Regions from separate parts of the Mus musculus genome. Here regions 2, 3 and 4 are each linked to region 1. A link is a contact called in public HiChIP or PLAC-seq and promoter capture Hi-C data. All regions are on one chromosome and are shown on one strand. The core of a region is the stretch at or near the end of the contact, and the rest is flanking DNA. Distances in the headings are between cores, read along the strand shown.

The links. Promoter capture Hi-C pulls out the DNA fragments that hold promoters and counts their contacts. HiChIP or PLAC-seq counts read pairs in DNA pulled down with a chosen protein or histone mark.
Region 2: a promoter capture Hi-C map of pre-B cells shows a contact between it and region 1, with 4 times the contacts expected there. The contact joins the enhancer-like site here to the promoter of Zbp1 in region 1. A contact is called at or near these places in 3 of 39 promoter capture datasets (hippocampal neurons, liver and pre-B cells), 2 of 115 datasets of contacts at active chromatin or transcription factors (memory CD8 T cells and thymic regulatory T cells) and 1 of 9 other capture datasets (liver).
Region 3: a promoter capture Hi-C map of liver shows a contact between it and region 1, with 5 times the contacts expected there. The contact joins the promoter of Prelid3b here to the promoter of Zbp1 in region 1. A contact is called at or near these places in 5 of 39 promoter capture datasets (the 3T3-L1 cell line, hippocampal neurons, liver and 1 more), 1 of 484 Hi-C or Micro-C datasets (B cells) and 1 of 115 datasets of contacts at active chromatin or transcription factors (double positive thymocytes).
Region 4: an H3K27ac HiChIP or PLAC-seq map of bone marrow-derived dendritic cells shows a contact between it and region 1, with 12 times the contacts expected there. The contact joins the promoter of Ctsz here to the promoter of Zbp1 in region 1. A contact is called at or near these places in 4 of 39 promoter capture datasets (the 3T3-L1 cell line, liver and pre-B cells) and 1 of 115 datasets of contacts at active chromatin or transcription factors (bone marrow-derived dendritic cells).

What each region holds. Positions count from the first base shown.
Region 1 is chr2:173,217,221-173,220,806 of GRCm38.p6, reverse strand. It overlaps Zbp1 (Z-DNA binding protein 1), which reads left to right and starts at 1,885. Exons shown (of 8, transcript NM_021394.2): 1 at 1,885-2,065. The coding sequence starts at 2,032.
Region 2 is chr2:174,600,771-174,604,356 of GRCm38.p6, reverse strand. Gm46781 (a long non-coding RNA gene) reads left to right here. Exons shown (of 2, transcript XR_003953979.1): 2 at 1,084-1,545. It also overlaps a transcript of Zfp831 not described here. Among named protein-coding and RNA genes, the nearest start is that of Gm46781, 4.4 kb to the left of the region's middle. Within about 2 kb of position 1,881, at least 105 of the 459 cell types and tissues checked have an H3K27ac peak or open chromatin away from gene starts, as enhancers often do. A contact at or near this core is called in memory CD8 T cells, pre-B cells and thymic regulatory T cells, where this site is marked.
Region 3 is chr2:174,471,056-174,474,641 of GRCm38.p6, reverse strand. Prelid3b (PRELI domain containing 3B) reads left to right here and starts at 1,701. Exons shown (of 6, transcript NM_025531.2): 1 at 1,701-1,810. The coding sequence starts at 1,779. It overlaps Gm38546 (a long non-coding RNA gene), which reads right to left and starts at 1,631. Exons shown (of 2, transcript XR_867090.2): 1 at 1,053-1,631; 2 at 533-828.
Region 4 is chr2:174,437,269-174,440,854 of GRCm38.p6, reverse strand. Ctsz (cathepsin Z) reads left to right here and starts at 1,816. Exons shown (of 6, transcript NM_022325.5): 1 at 1,816-2,105; 2 at 2,527-2,690. The coding sequence starts at 1,957.

The DNA.
Region 1 (3,586 bases), core at 636-3,135:
TCTAAGAAGGACTGCACACAAGATAGGTAAAATTCCAGCAACCATTCTAAAACTTAAGGCAAACCCATATATAGGCTACAAATGGCAGAACAACAGGATAAAAAAGAACCTGGGTTGACCGACAACACCAAGTCTGGGGTGTCTGCCAACTGTTGCAAACAAGAGCAGCAACAATAACAACAACAAAAAGGCACATCTGTGCCATCTAATCGACGGTAGGACCAATGTTGGCAATTAGTTTGGAATTTTTTCTTTTCTTTCTTTTAAAAAAGATTTCCTTTTCAATTTTTTTAAAAAGAATTTATTTATTGGAGCTGGAGAGATAGCTTAGTGGTTAAGAGCACTGACTACTCTTCCAGAGGTCCTGAGTTCAATTCCCAGCAACCACATGGTGGCTCACAACCATCTGTAAGGGAATCTGATGCCCTCTTCTGGTATACACGGTACATGCAGATAGAGCACTCATATACATGAAATAAATAAATAAATCTTTTGTTTTTTAACATTTCTTTATTATGTGTAGAGTACTCTGGAGGAGTCAAGTGGCATTTTCACAGGGGCTACCTAAGACCATTAGAAAGCACAGATCTTTACATTATGTTTCATAACAATAGCAAAATTATGGTTACAAAGTGTTGATGAAAATCATTTCTATGGTGGGGATCACAACGACGTGCAGAGTTAGGATGGTTGAGAGTCACTGACCTAGGAGGCTCTGACTCCTTCCAGGCAGGTCAGCTAATGTAAGGAAGGGAAGGGAAGGGAAGGGAAGGGAAGGGAAGGGAAGGGAAGGGAAGGGAAGGGAAGGGAAGGGAAGAGGAAAATGCTGAAGAAAGGAGTGAGGAGGGCATGTCCTGAAGCCCTGCTAAGTCTGGAGCCACCTTGGTTAGGGACCAAGCAAGACCCCCTGGGCAAGAGGCGGTTGGTGAGCATGCGCCACCTAGTGGTCAGTTTTCAAATGGCGCCTCTAGGGAACCTGGGCAGTGTCCCTCAATGGGGCCAGCTGAGAGTTCATTTAAAAGCGACTTTATTTATTTTGGGTGGCAACAGGCAGTGCGGTTTCTGTTTTCCTTGGCTGGCTCTGCAGGCACTGTTTTTCCTCCCTGGAAGTCATAAAAAAATCACTTGGAAATGTTAATATTTTCCCATGCACAGGCCCATCCTAAGCTGTGTAGACCTGGCCTGGTCTTGGTCCCTTGGTGACCCTTTCAGGTTCTGTAAGGTGAAGCTGACTGGGGACCTGCCACCTCCTGCTTGCTTGGCAGACATCCTCCAGGCACATCACCTCCTTCTAGTCTCCAACGACTGCTGCTGTCTTGCCCTGTGCACCAGTGACCTGCACACCAGACAGGTACAGAGGTCCCAAGATCATGGCCTCTGCACTCACCCCACCTCCACCCTGTAGCCGGGACCCAGATTCTGGGATTATTGTGAGCTGAGTGGTGGACACAAGGCCATCTCTGTGAGCCCCGATCCCCTCTTACGTAATATGGAACAGAGAAGTGTCTGAGCTGTTCACGGGTCACTGAGAATTTATGAAAGTGAGAAAAGGGGCTCTTTTTCTAGAAGGTATGTGAGTAGATGGTACTACACCTGCCTGTGGGCATGTGGGGGAGGCACAGTAGGTGCCTTTTCCTAGATCTATCTTCCTCCTCACAGGGCTTTCACAGAGTTCTCTTCAGATAGAGCTCTCCCGGTGGGAGACCAGTCTCCACCCCAGAGGCCAAGACTCCTCTCTTCTCTGTCACACAGTCATCCAACTCCAGCTTGCTCACCCACCCCGATTTCAATTTCGATTTCGACACCCTTTCTTTCCGAGAACCACACCAAAGTTTCATTTTCTCTTTCTTTGAAAAGCTGGAGGGCGGGGAGGGGATGGAGCCAGATGGGTATTTGTTTCCGGGATGGTAACAGCTGGTGCCTGCAGGTCCAAGCAGCCATTCTTGCCTGTGGATTCAGAGCCCCAGGCCTGACCACAGTGCCAGAAACTGCCACCCCCTGCCCTAAAGGAGCCCCAAGGCTGCTGTGAGCATGGCAGAAGCTCCTGTTGACTTGAGCACAGGAGGTAAGCTAAACCTCTTCCTTCACCTCGCGTGGGTCCCAGCTGATGTTTCTAAGGCTCCTAGCTCTTTCCTTGGCCCAGACAGCAACAGGATTCTGAGGTCACCACAGGGAAGTCAGCTTGCTTCAAGGATCCTGTGCCCCAGATCCTTCATGTCACCTTACCTCATTGATGAGGTCACCAAGGCCTGTGACAGCCCTCGGGCTCCGAACTGTCATTTCAAGAGAGGACTTTGCTTTGATAAGGAGATGTGACTTTGATTTTACATTCAAGCTCTTCTCCTGCCCTATTTGAACCCTTGCTGAGACTACATACCCTGTCTAGGGGCTTCTGGGCTATGGGAGGCTGCGGGGTGCAGGGCTGTGTGAGGCTGCCATGCTGTGGGCAGGATTTAGTTCACTGCTTTTCTTCTTCATCTTTTGAAAAGCACTTCATTTTTGTTTTTTGTTTGTTTGCTTTTGTTTGGTTTGGTTTTTTCGAGACAGGGTTTTTCTGTGTAGCCCTGGCTGTCTTGGAACTCACTCTGTAGACTAGACTGGCCTCGAACTCAGAAATCCGCCTGCCTCTGCCTTCCAAGAGCTGGGATTAAAGGCGTGCGCCACCACGCCCAGCTGAAAATCATTTCTTATTTCAACATACTAGAAGTGGTTGCTCAAAAGCTATCAGGGAGGAGCCAAGCAAAGACCAGAACTAAGGTCACCTGGTTCCCATGGTTTCCTTTCACTGCTAACCTTTCCAGCCTGTCACCTGCAGCCTTCTGCTTTCCAAAGTCCCACTTTCAGACCCTGCAACCAGTCCTTCAAGTTCACCCTTTGGAGAAGGCTTGGCCTGCCTTGTGTGTCCCTAGGGGCCAGTGGGAGAAAGGAATGAAGGAGAGGCCACTACAGGGCACACTCCCCAGCAAAGGTTTTACAAGGCAAGGCAAAGCCAAGTCAGGAATAGATGCTCAGTGCTATAATCCTTCCCCCAACACCCTCCTCCTCCTCCACCCCCACCCCCAGCCCCACCCTGGGGTGGGGCTGTGGCTGAAGCAGGAGGATTGCTATGAGTTCCAGGCTAGCCTGAGCTAGACTTTGTCACAAGAGGAAAGAAAGAAAGGTAGAGGCAGACTCATGGATAAGCAGACAGACGTGCTGGAAGGGACATGAGGTGGAACTTGGGGATCCTCAGGGTTAGACACGGAGGAGGAGGCTGGGTAGCTAGCAGGGGTGGAGGGCTCTGGGAGGAAGCCTTCTGGAGTTGGCAGGCAGGCATCTGGAAGATGACATTGAGGCTGGGTTAAAGAGCTGAGCTGGGTTTTCAGGACTCCTGCTGTATCAGGCAAGGGAGGAGAGACCCATTTTTCTTATCTGCTGGGCTCCTGGGCTGGGAACACCCATGCCTTCGATGTGGGTGCTGAGCAGGAGAGAAAGGGACTCCTGGCCAGGCTGAGAGGCCATCAAGACACCAAATAGGGACTTCAGGGCTAGACTTGGTTTCCTGCCTCTCCCTTTTGTTCCATCGTCCGAGAGTTGGGGGTTCCTA
Region 2 (3,586 bases), core at 632-3,131, 1.4 Mb before region 1:
AAGTATGACCAGCTAATGATATGCCTGTGAGACCTCTACGTGGGACAGAAGCACCTTACCAAATATATCATTTCACAAATGAAGACAGGAAGCCCACAGTTGTAAAGTCATTTGCCCTAAACCAGCCAGCAAGGGTTCAGCAAGGAAGAGTATGGGTTCAGGCTTCATGGCTCATTTTCTTACTTTCAGAAAAGTAAGGTTGACTTTTGGTGGAGACCTTCCCCCATACTTCCAGGTGGAAAAGCCAGGAAGGCTACTCTCCTGGCTGTCTCCTCAGCCCAGCCTCCTGCCCAGGAGAATATCTCCCAACACACTATGCCAACTCTAAAAGCACAAAACCTTTGTCACAACTAACATAAACTCCCAATGGAATCTTCTTTCTGTGGGGAGTCCATACCGGGATGCAGCATGGCTTACTCTTCTGCTCCTGGTAAGATACCTGGCCAACATGGAGCAGCTGTGGACTTGTTCTCTGCTTACTTTGCCATTAAGTGTGGTCAAGTGACTCTACCTACCCACTGAATTTCCTCAGGGCAACACAAACCCCAGGCCTGGATAATTAAGTACACAGCATTAGCCGCAGGGCCAGGTATAGCATCAATGCTAATTGTAGTATTGTTGAGAAAAGGATTATCCTCCAAGGACTCTCTCTGGTCCTAGGGCATCTCAGTAGACACAGTCCCAAGGGGATGCTTCCTTCTCTCCATAGAGCAACACCAAAGCTTTGGAGGAGGTTATCTGAGGAGACAGGAGCCCTGTGGCTTGCTGGGAATACACAGATCAAGGTGGCAGGTCACGCACACATCACCACGCCCCATAGCCTCATGTATCCACCTCCACACCAGCCCCCTCACATCCACATCCGAGAAGAGAGAACACGAGAACTCGGGTGTGCACTCACCCCAGCCCACGTGCGCTGGGAACACAAGGGGCTATCAACCTGTTACCCTTGCCCCTGTTAGAAGCCCATGGGCAATGGGGGACTGCTCATGGATCTCCCACCTAGGTGAGCCTGCCAGGAGGGCCAAGTGTATTTGCATATAATTTGCATGTGTTGACACAACCCTTCCCATCTCTGCACAGAGCTTTCCCAAGCTAACCTGTTATTACTGCCTCTCTGAAGTTGGCGCCGCCGCTCGCCCACCCACTGCCAGTGAGTACTACGCATGGAGACGGTCTAGGAGCTGGCAGATCAGATCAGATCACTTCAGCAACTCGCACAGCCTCACAGCCTCAGTTTCTCCTCTGGACAATGCATACCAAGACAGCTCTGTACAAAAACTCCCGATGTAAAATGTCCAGAGTGAAGTATTGCTTGCATGGAGGGAGCTCTTGATTTGCAGCACAGGGCTCAGAACGGCCTCTGGGTGAAGAAGTCGGTTCCCTAGGCCTCAGTGACTAGTTGTCACAAACTCAAAACTACAGGACTCTTAGTTAAATTGATATTTCCTGGGAACAGTTGAGTAGTGTTTTAGGAAGAACTGCTTCTATACGACCTTCTTGTATCAAGACAATAGTCACTGTTTAATTGAAATTTAAAATTTAGCCGGGTGTCCTAGATTTTTATCTAAACGCCTTACCTGGGGCCGAGGCCAGGGGGCTCCTGTCATTACTAATATCCTGTTTTCTTACTGTTCTTACAAAGCTCTGGGGGACATGGTCTCTGTTTCCCAAATGTCCTGCTTCCTACTCTCGGATAGGAAGCAGGGGGGGCAGGAGGCTTCATGTGAGGTGAATTGAGAATTGTTGAGGGGGAGGGGAGGGAACACATGCTTCCTAATCTAGGTACAAAGCTAGTCTGTGCTCCCCTCTACTCTCTGTGAAGAGACTGGGCGGTTATCACTGTGAACGTGAGGCCCATGCTTCCTGTGGTGAAGAGCGCGAGTGTTTTCATCAACAGAACTGGTTTCTAGGGCCTCCTCACAGGATGTGAGGCCTGTGGCAGGTCACAGAGGAAGAGGCAAGCTGTGGCAGGGGCTACAGCTTGGGGCGGGAGGGCTGGTGGTGGAAGGGGGCTGCATGTGGGCCAGGCTGTGTCAGTCCAGGGGCTGGAGCAGGAATCCAGCCCCATGGTTATCTACAGAGAGCTCTCCGTCAGGCTGCATTCTGCTTTCCTTGATTCATATTCGGTATGATGCTAGACTTACTCCATTACAGTCTTTAAGTCTTTATCTAAGCTAGGCACCATGCAGGATGGGGCAGAGCTCAGCATCTGAGGTTAAGCCCCAGTTCTACTGGCTCCTCAGAGCCATGACTGAAGGAGCCAGGGATGGAAGTGTGGCTCAGTTGGTAGAGCGCTTGTCTAGCATGCATCAGGCCCTGGGTTTGTGATCTGCAGAGTGCATAGCACACCTGTCATCCCACCATCAGAAGGTGGCAGCAGGAAGATCAGACTGTCTAGGTCATTCTCAACTATGTAGCACGTTCCGGACCATCCTAGGCTACCTGAGAACCAGGAAAGACTAGAGAACGCCCGTCAAGCTTGCCTATGAGCCATGTGTGGTAACTAGGGAGAGCTCTGCATCTAAGGGCTTTGCCAGGACAAGCTTTTCACCCTGGGGAACAGGGACACTATTAGAAAACATGTGGCTCACCCAAGAGTGACAGTTTCCTTCGAGATTTGTGAAGAAGAGGAATTGTACGGTAAGACCAGAGGATAGATCATGGAGTGTATTGAGAGATAAAAATCCAAAACTTAAAACACAAGACTCCACATTCTTCCCATAAAGTAGCACTGGGCAGGCCCCACCCTTCGGGCAAGTTGCAAAGATGACGTAACACAAGGCATCACTTTTCCCTGCCCCCACCACCTTCATGAGACAGATCTTCCTTCTGGGAACATATGTTTCCACCATGTCTGCTTCCATGTGAATGGTTAAACCCTAAGCATCCACAGCAGCTGGGGCACTGAAGTAACCCCTTGGGCTCTCACAGGTTGCTAATGGCATGCTATGGTCAGACCTCCAACAGAGGCCAGGCACCTCGAAAAACCATTTTCCTCTTGGCTTCACCAAGATGTAACTGTGTACCTGTGGTTCAAGTATGGCTAGCCTAGAAGGGACCAGAGGATTTCATAACTAATGGAGACCTGTCCTTCGCATCTGTCCCTCATGAACAGTGTGCCCCGCCTATAGCATCCATCTAGCCCCCTTCTCCTAGGTCGAAGGTGCTTCAGAGGAGGACTGAAAGAAAGTGGCCAGGGAACTTGAGGTGTGTAGGGGCTAAAACACACTCAGGCCTATGAATCTACAGTGATATAGCTCACGGTCCTTGATGCAATCATCTGAATGCCAAGGGAGAATGGAGGTGACCACATCACACCTGAGTCAGTGTCCTGCTGGCGCACAACCAGATTTGCCCATTATCCAGAGAGGCTTCGTAGTCTAAGAAAAGGAGATTCTCCCCCAGGGCCTGGGAATGTAAAACTGGCCATGATCATCGGAATTTCTCCGTGCTCCCAATTTCTTCACTCTACAGAGGGAACTCTCATATGCCTCTGAGCACAGTGGGGCTATTTTTACGCTATTCTGATGAGTTCATCTGAGACCTAGCCTTGCATTGGCCAACCAGAAGGCATTTATTCACC
Region 3 (3,586 bases), core at 452-2,951, 1.3 Mb before region 1:
CATCCACCCACCTAACGATCCATCCCCATCACTCCAGATGAAGGAAGCAAAATCAGTAGACTGGTACAGTCATGTTTTGGAGAGCAATGGAAAAGAAGTAAGTTTTCTGGTATGACTTTGACAAAGAAAAAATCTTGAACTGGGGGCAAAGAAAGAAAAGAGAAAAGAGGAAGAGGAGGAGGAGGAGGAGGAGGAGGCAGAGGAGGCTGGCCAGCTAGCTGGTGAACAGCTTCATGAAGCTCTAGGGCAGCAGGGACTGACTGTTCTGTAGTGACTGCACTAGAGCCAGTAATACACAGCACTAACTTCACATCTTAACAAAGGCTGGGGCCCTCTCAGCAGCCCTTAAAACATTATCTCCCCAAGAAATCACTCAAAGTACTGAATATATATATATATAATCCCCCAGGTAAAACAAATTACACTTAGCAGCTACCAACCATATTATTTCCTTCCTGTCTAATATAATTTTTCTATCTTTTAAAATATAAACTGCTTTGGCTATTTTAAAAAAAAAAATGATCCACCCTCCTAAATTAACCTGGCTTTATTTGTTTTTAACAATTGAACAAACTAGGGACAAAGGGTAATTCTAAGTAGCTCTTTAAGTACCGAGATGCAAAGATTTTCCTCCAACTGTCATTTCAAAAGGCAAATTGTTCTGTCGGGAGGCACAGGATGCGGGGAACAGGGTGCGCAGAGGTGGGAAGCTACACCTGAAACCCAAGCCAAGCAGTTCGTCCATCTTACCCGGCACATCTCTGAATAGAACCACATGCCATCCGCTCCTGCCCCCTCACTTCTTAGTCATTCTCTCACGAATGTCATCTGTAATTATTAGGTACAGGGAGGAAATCACTGAACAAGCCTAGCAAGAGCCTCACCCTCACGTGCCTACAGACTAGAAGTCAAGCAGATAAACTAAATGGCCTAATTAATTCATTCCTCAAATAACTATTTCATTTTCAATAACCTTTAAACCCCTGCTATCCAGAGGTGCTGAGTGCCATGATGGAGACAGGCCAGGGCTGGCTTTCTGGGGGATGACTTACAATGGGAGCTAACAGATAAACAAGATGACTCCAGAGTGGTAATTGCTGAGGAATATGTAACAGGAAGTTGTGGAGGCACAGGAGGGCGTGGGCATCACTGAGAAATGGTGATGGAGATGACCTATGACCGTAGAGCAATTGGTCCAGCCCTGTCTGGGTGGCCTGTTCCACCAAGGGTAACCAACCCTGGGCTGGCAAGGGCACGGGTGCTGATTGAAACCACCCCTGTCCCGCCACCCCACTGCTTAGATTGAAGAGGTGGGACTAACTCTCTAAGACCACACCACAAAACCGTACTCTGGCAAACGCCGCCAGGCTCAGCCACATCCAATGAGAACTTTAGACACATATCAGCAACCCGCCAAACCAGCCAAAAAGTCCCGCCGCCAAGGCCCGCGCATGCGTAGTGCGGCGCCGGCCGGCCGCCTCACTTTTCGGCTCTGCGCCGGCGCACTGAGCCTTCACGAAGGAGGGACTTGATTGCGCCGAGCATGGGGGGCGGGGCTTGGTTGCTCTGAGCCAAGAAGACTGGGCAGGACTGCGCCGCGGGGCGGAGCCAAACCCGGCTTGGCTAGGCCGCGGGATGGCACTTCCGGGCGTCCTAGCGCCTGGCTCGACGGCGCCTGCGCGCTGCGAGGCCGGCCGGCCGGGACGGGGCGGGGCCGGCGAACTTCTGTGCCTCACTGTCCCCGGACACTGAGGGACACCGGGCAGGCAGCTGGCACCATGAAGATCTGGACTTCGGAGCACGTCTTTGAGTGAGTGTGGGTGCGGCGCCCGCCTCCGGCGCCCTCGGGGAACTTCCTGGCGTCGGGTGTAGCGAGACAAGCGGAGCTCGGGACTCGGGGGGATCGCCAAGGTCACGACCCCGACCCGAGCTAGGGCTCCCTGTCCCCAGGCCTGGGAATTCCTCCCACACCGTCGCCACTGACGGAAGACAAGAGCGGGCCGTCGAGCCTGATCCGGAAGTGACTCCAGGGGTCACAGAGCACGAGGCCCGAGGGCTTCACAGGGTTTTGGGGTGTCCTGAGCGCCGACGTATCCAGGGTATCCTGGAGTTTCCTGACTGATACCTGACAGACTCACCGGGACCTGACTGAACCCCGACGGCTTGTGGTGGCTGGAGTGCCCTGACTGATACCTGACAGACTCACGGTGTCGTGGCTGAACCCCAGTGATGGCATGATGGCCTGAGTGACCTGGGTTGTTCTGACTGAAATCCCCCATGTTATAGCGCCCCTCACCCCCACGGACATCTAGAAAGCTGGCCACCCACGTGGAGTGTCTTCCTGTTGGTCTCAGCTCATGCTACCATGATGCCAAACATTGATGACAGTCAATCTGGAGAGCAGATCTCTTGATTTCTTGATCAAGATCTCTTGATCTAGAGACCAGGGCCTGCTCTTGCAGATAATTTGTCACCTCTGTTTCCTATTCCTCTCAGCCATGACAGCTGACTGATAGCCAGTGTCTGCTATCACATCCAGTCACAGCTTTATGGTTCTCTGAACTTATAGTGGGAAACAGGATCAGAGTCAGTGGGGTGTTGGGAATTATACCACCCAGGTTCATGGTGCCACACACAAGAACAACAGAGCTTTCTACCTAAATAACTGGTTTACGCCTTGTTCCAGCCCTCCTTTCTGACTGATTTATTGTGCTCTATTCTACAATGTCATCTTGTCATAGTTATTGTTGACTTACATCCGAAACCACTTCCAGATGATCTGAGCTCCTTCACTCACTTGGCCAATGTTGCCACACTGTTTTAATAGTATAGCTTTATGGTGCCTTTTAATCTACAAATGCCAATCCTGATTACTGAGGGTAATTGTAAAAGAAGTTTTACATAGTAGATCATATCTGAGTACCTGCTGTGTCCCAGAAAGGACAAACTACTAGAACTAGAAGGGACTCTCAACGTTTGTACCACTTCTGGGACTGAGGGGCTGTGGTCCTTAGGATGCTGTCTGTTTCAGAACAAGGGGTTCTGGACCCCAGTCCTCTTCTACATCTGAATGCTTTGCTTCAGAGCTGTTGGCCCAAAGTGTCATCCTTAGAACTTAGAACTTGTTCCTCCCTTACGGTTCTCTACATCTATACTCTTTCCTCGGCTTGCCTCCCCCCTCACCCCCCCTACCCCAACCCTTGGATCCATCCCTTCCCTTTCCTAACGGCATGTGTTCAATGAAAGTCGGTCGTTGGTGATCCTAGTCTATTTTTGCCACAGACCTCTGGAGTAGATGAAAGCTGAAGGACCTGTCTTCTAGAAGATAGATACACAACTGCTCCCTGGGAGGAGCCCAGCAGTGCCTTGTATCCAGACCGGTTGGGCCACCCAAAGTCCCAGCCTACATGCACTTTGGCACCAGGATCTGTATGTCAGCCAGGATGGTGCTGCATGCCTGTAACCCTAACAGTTTGGGAGCCTGAGACAGGAGAATTCCCATGAATATCAGGCTAGCCTGAACATCCGGGTACACAGTGTGTGCTGGGCAGCCAGGACAGCATAGCAAGGCCACATCTCAAAACAG
Region 4 (3,586 bases), core at 567-3,066, 1.2 Mb before region 1:
AAGAAGAAGAAGAAGAAGAAGAAGAAGAAGAAGAAGAAGAAGAAGAAGAAGAAGAAGAAGAAGAAGAAGAAGAAAAGCCGCCCCTGGCTGGCTTCTGGGGGGGGGACGACAACCTCTGTTACTCACAAAATATTTTCAGCTCTTCCTTTCTTCCTTCTTTCCTTCCTTTCATTCATTTTAATTAATTAATTAGCTAATTAACTAATTCAGAAGTTGAGCACACAGACTGCCCTTCCAGAGGGCCAGAGCTCTGTTCTCAGCACCCACATCTATTGGCTCACAGCAGCTTCTAACTCCAGTTCCATGGTGCTGGGTATGCTCTTCCGGCCTCCAAGGACACCCAGACTCATGCACACATATAACATATAGGCACACATAGACGACACATTATTTAAAGTGTATATTTTGTTAATTTTAAAACTCCACTCATTCATTTGCTCGTTATCTGTGCCAGGGATTGAACTTGGGACCGTGAGCACACTGAGTACACACTCTCCCGATAAACGCTGCTGCCCTATTGTGCTCTTCACTAGACCTTGCCTGTGGGATGCCATAGAATCGCCAAGACCAATTGTCCCCTTCCTGCGAGAGAGAGCCCATGTGGAACCCACGTGGGAGGCGACACTCCCCCAGAGTGGACCGAAGGGCTCTAAGGTCAATGCATGGTCACTACTGGGGAGAACTGGCTTAGGGAACTCAGGTCTCTGCCTGGGCCTTGGGAGGCCCTCATTCCTACCAGGCTACTTACCACCCAGCAGAAGGGAGAGGTTGCCATGACCCCCCAGGATGAAAGATTTCAACATACAGATGCCAGTGTTCATTTGCCTCCGTGACTACTTTATAGCAACAGGGAACAAAACTCTTGCGTTGTTAAGGGTAGCCCCAAGTTTGCTTCTGAGGTCTTGTTCTGCTCTCTGACAGGAGGTATCCAGCAGGCTTTTGAGTCTTGTTGGAATCCTGGGTGATCTGGAAAGGCAGGCAGCAAGACAGCCATTATGATTTCTGACTGCCCCTATCCACAGACAGAGGAATGGCTGTAGCCCCACTGGCCATCGCGCATCAGGAATCTCACACCCACCACCTGGAGAGAGCCTGAGATAAAACACCAGGGGATGTTTCTTACAGAAGAAGAGATAGCTTTGTGGCCTGGGACTGCTGACAATAGCTCACGGGGCACAGGGGGAAGGGGAAATTCTCCCATTACGAAACCTAGGCTGGCCAGGTCCCACTTCTTTCTCAGTTCCTCATCTTGGAAGAGTCTGGTTAGCAGGGACCCTTTCCAGAACCCCAGGGACTCACGATATATGTGCCAAGTGAAAAAAAAGAAAAAAAAGAAAAAAGAAAAGAGTAATCCTGGAAGGATCCTTCTCTGTGAAGGAGAGCTGTCTCTTCAGGAAAAGCCTGGGTCTTGGGGGGTGGAGAGGAGGGGCTCAGAAAGCCAGGCTAGAGTCCAATGCTGGGTATGACCCACACCTTCTTCCAGCCTCAGGATATCTCTGTGCGCTCCTAGGGAGACCTAACCTAATGGGACACTGCACCACACTCCAGAGCAGAGAAACAAAAGAATCTGGGCTGAGTGGGCCAATGGAAGCCTGCTGAGCCCTACCCTGCTCCAGGATGCCTGGGTCTCTGAATAGTAAACTTAAGTTTTGCTGTCAGTCCGTGTTATCACAATGGCTGGTGGCACTGTCAGGTCTGGGGTCTGGTTGTGTGACCCCAGGTTCTGCTGATCCGGTTGTTTGATTCCTAGTGAGGCAGATTATCTCCTGGGGGCTGCCGAGCGGGGCGGGGCGGGGGCAGGAGCAGCGGGGAAGGCCCCGCCCTCGGGGTGTGTCCAACTTGGGCGCCTCCTAAAGGACCGGGCGGGGCGTCCCGAGCGCGTGGGCCTGCGGGTCGGGTCAAGAGGTCGAAGGTGCTGCGCGTGATCCAGGATCCGAATTGGCCCGGAGCAGGAGCATGGCGTCGTCGGGGTCGGTGCAGCAGCTGCCCCTGGTGCTGCTGATGTTGCTGTTGGCGAGTGCGGCACGGGCCAGACTCTACTTCCGCTCGGGCCAGACTTGCTACCATCCCATTCGCGGGGACCAGCTGGCTCTGCTGGGGCGCAGGTGGGCGCGGGGCTGTGCCTAGGGAGGAAAAGGGTCAACTTCTAGGCCAGGCGCGCACCCCCTGACACTTGGGACCTTGCCCCATCCTCCCTCATTAGGCCTGGGAAGCACAAATCCCATCCCTTCCTTTTGGGATGATTTTCACATCCGGGGAGCTCTGGGGTTTGCTGGTTTGGGCAGTTCTCGCCTCTACTGCCTTTGTTAGTGAGCATTAGCGTATTTCGGAGATGCTCTGTCACATTCAGCTTCCAATAGTCCTGGGTTCTGCTGGTGGCTCTTCTGGGTCAAGTTCTGAACCGACCACAGTTTGGGAAGAAGGCCAACAGGAGAAATGACTGGATTTGTGGCCCTGGTGGGGGTAGGGAGAGGGGAGGCCCTATGCGTTCCAGAGTTGGTTTCCATTGCCATGATGTCCTCCCAGGACTTATCCTCGGCCGCATGAGTACCTGTCCCCAGCGGATCTCCCCAAGAATTGGGACTGGAGAAATGTGAACGGTGTCAACTATGCCAGCGTCACCAGGAACCAGCACATCCCACAGTACTGTGGTTCCTGCTGGGCCCACGGCAGCACCAGTGCCATGGCAGGTAGGTGGCCTGGCGCTCCATGCTAAGCCTAGGGCAGGGCCAGTATCTTGGCCAGGTGGGTGGCTGCACTTCACCATCCAATCTACCTTTAGGTGAGCCATGATAGCCATAGCCCGGGGCTACAGGGGCCCATGGCCCTGTACCATGATTCAGACTTGGATTTCCCCTCAGCCAGAGTGAGGTGGCTGTGTCATTCTGGAGTTCTCTCCTGTGGGCCTACTAGGGCCTCTGTGGGACAGGCTTGGGCTGGAATCTGGTGACAAGTGGCTCCCAGGAACCTTCCCTTCCTCAGAACTTGTGACTTCAGCCATTGAGAACCATGGGACCGGTGTTGCAAAATCACTGAGTTCACAGTTGGTTTGTGGGGCGTGGAAGTGAAACTGCTTCTCAGTAGCAGCTGGCATTTGAGGTGAACATGTTCCCCAGTACGAAATGGCCCCCCCAGCTCTCTTCTTCGAACCTTAGCCTGGCCGCCCAAGAGTCAAGTAGAAGTTCATTCAGTAGGAAGAGAGAGGCCCCAGAGGGCTGCTGTGCCCTTCCTTGGTAGAGGAAGCAGGAGCCAGGGAGTGCCAATCTACCTGTAGCATGGAGATTCAGCTTTGCCATCCCCAGAGGTGGTTCCTGGAAACCAATGGGGAAGGGAGTCTCCTGCCTGGGAGTGGGACTCAGCCAGTGTCCTCTCTTGATTGGGTATCTTTTTGGCCAAGTCTGTTGTAGGTGGAGCCTAGGTTGAGGATTAAGAAAATGAAATTTCATTACTGAAATGGCAGTGCTCTTGCCCGTAGGGCTTATGTAGGTCTTGCCTGCCAGTTGGCTCTCAGTGCCCAGCCTAGGAAGCCTCTTTCAGGTCGGGAGACTGCGTTGTGAGATGGATGGCAGCTTCAGTTCAGCCCATC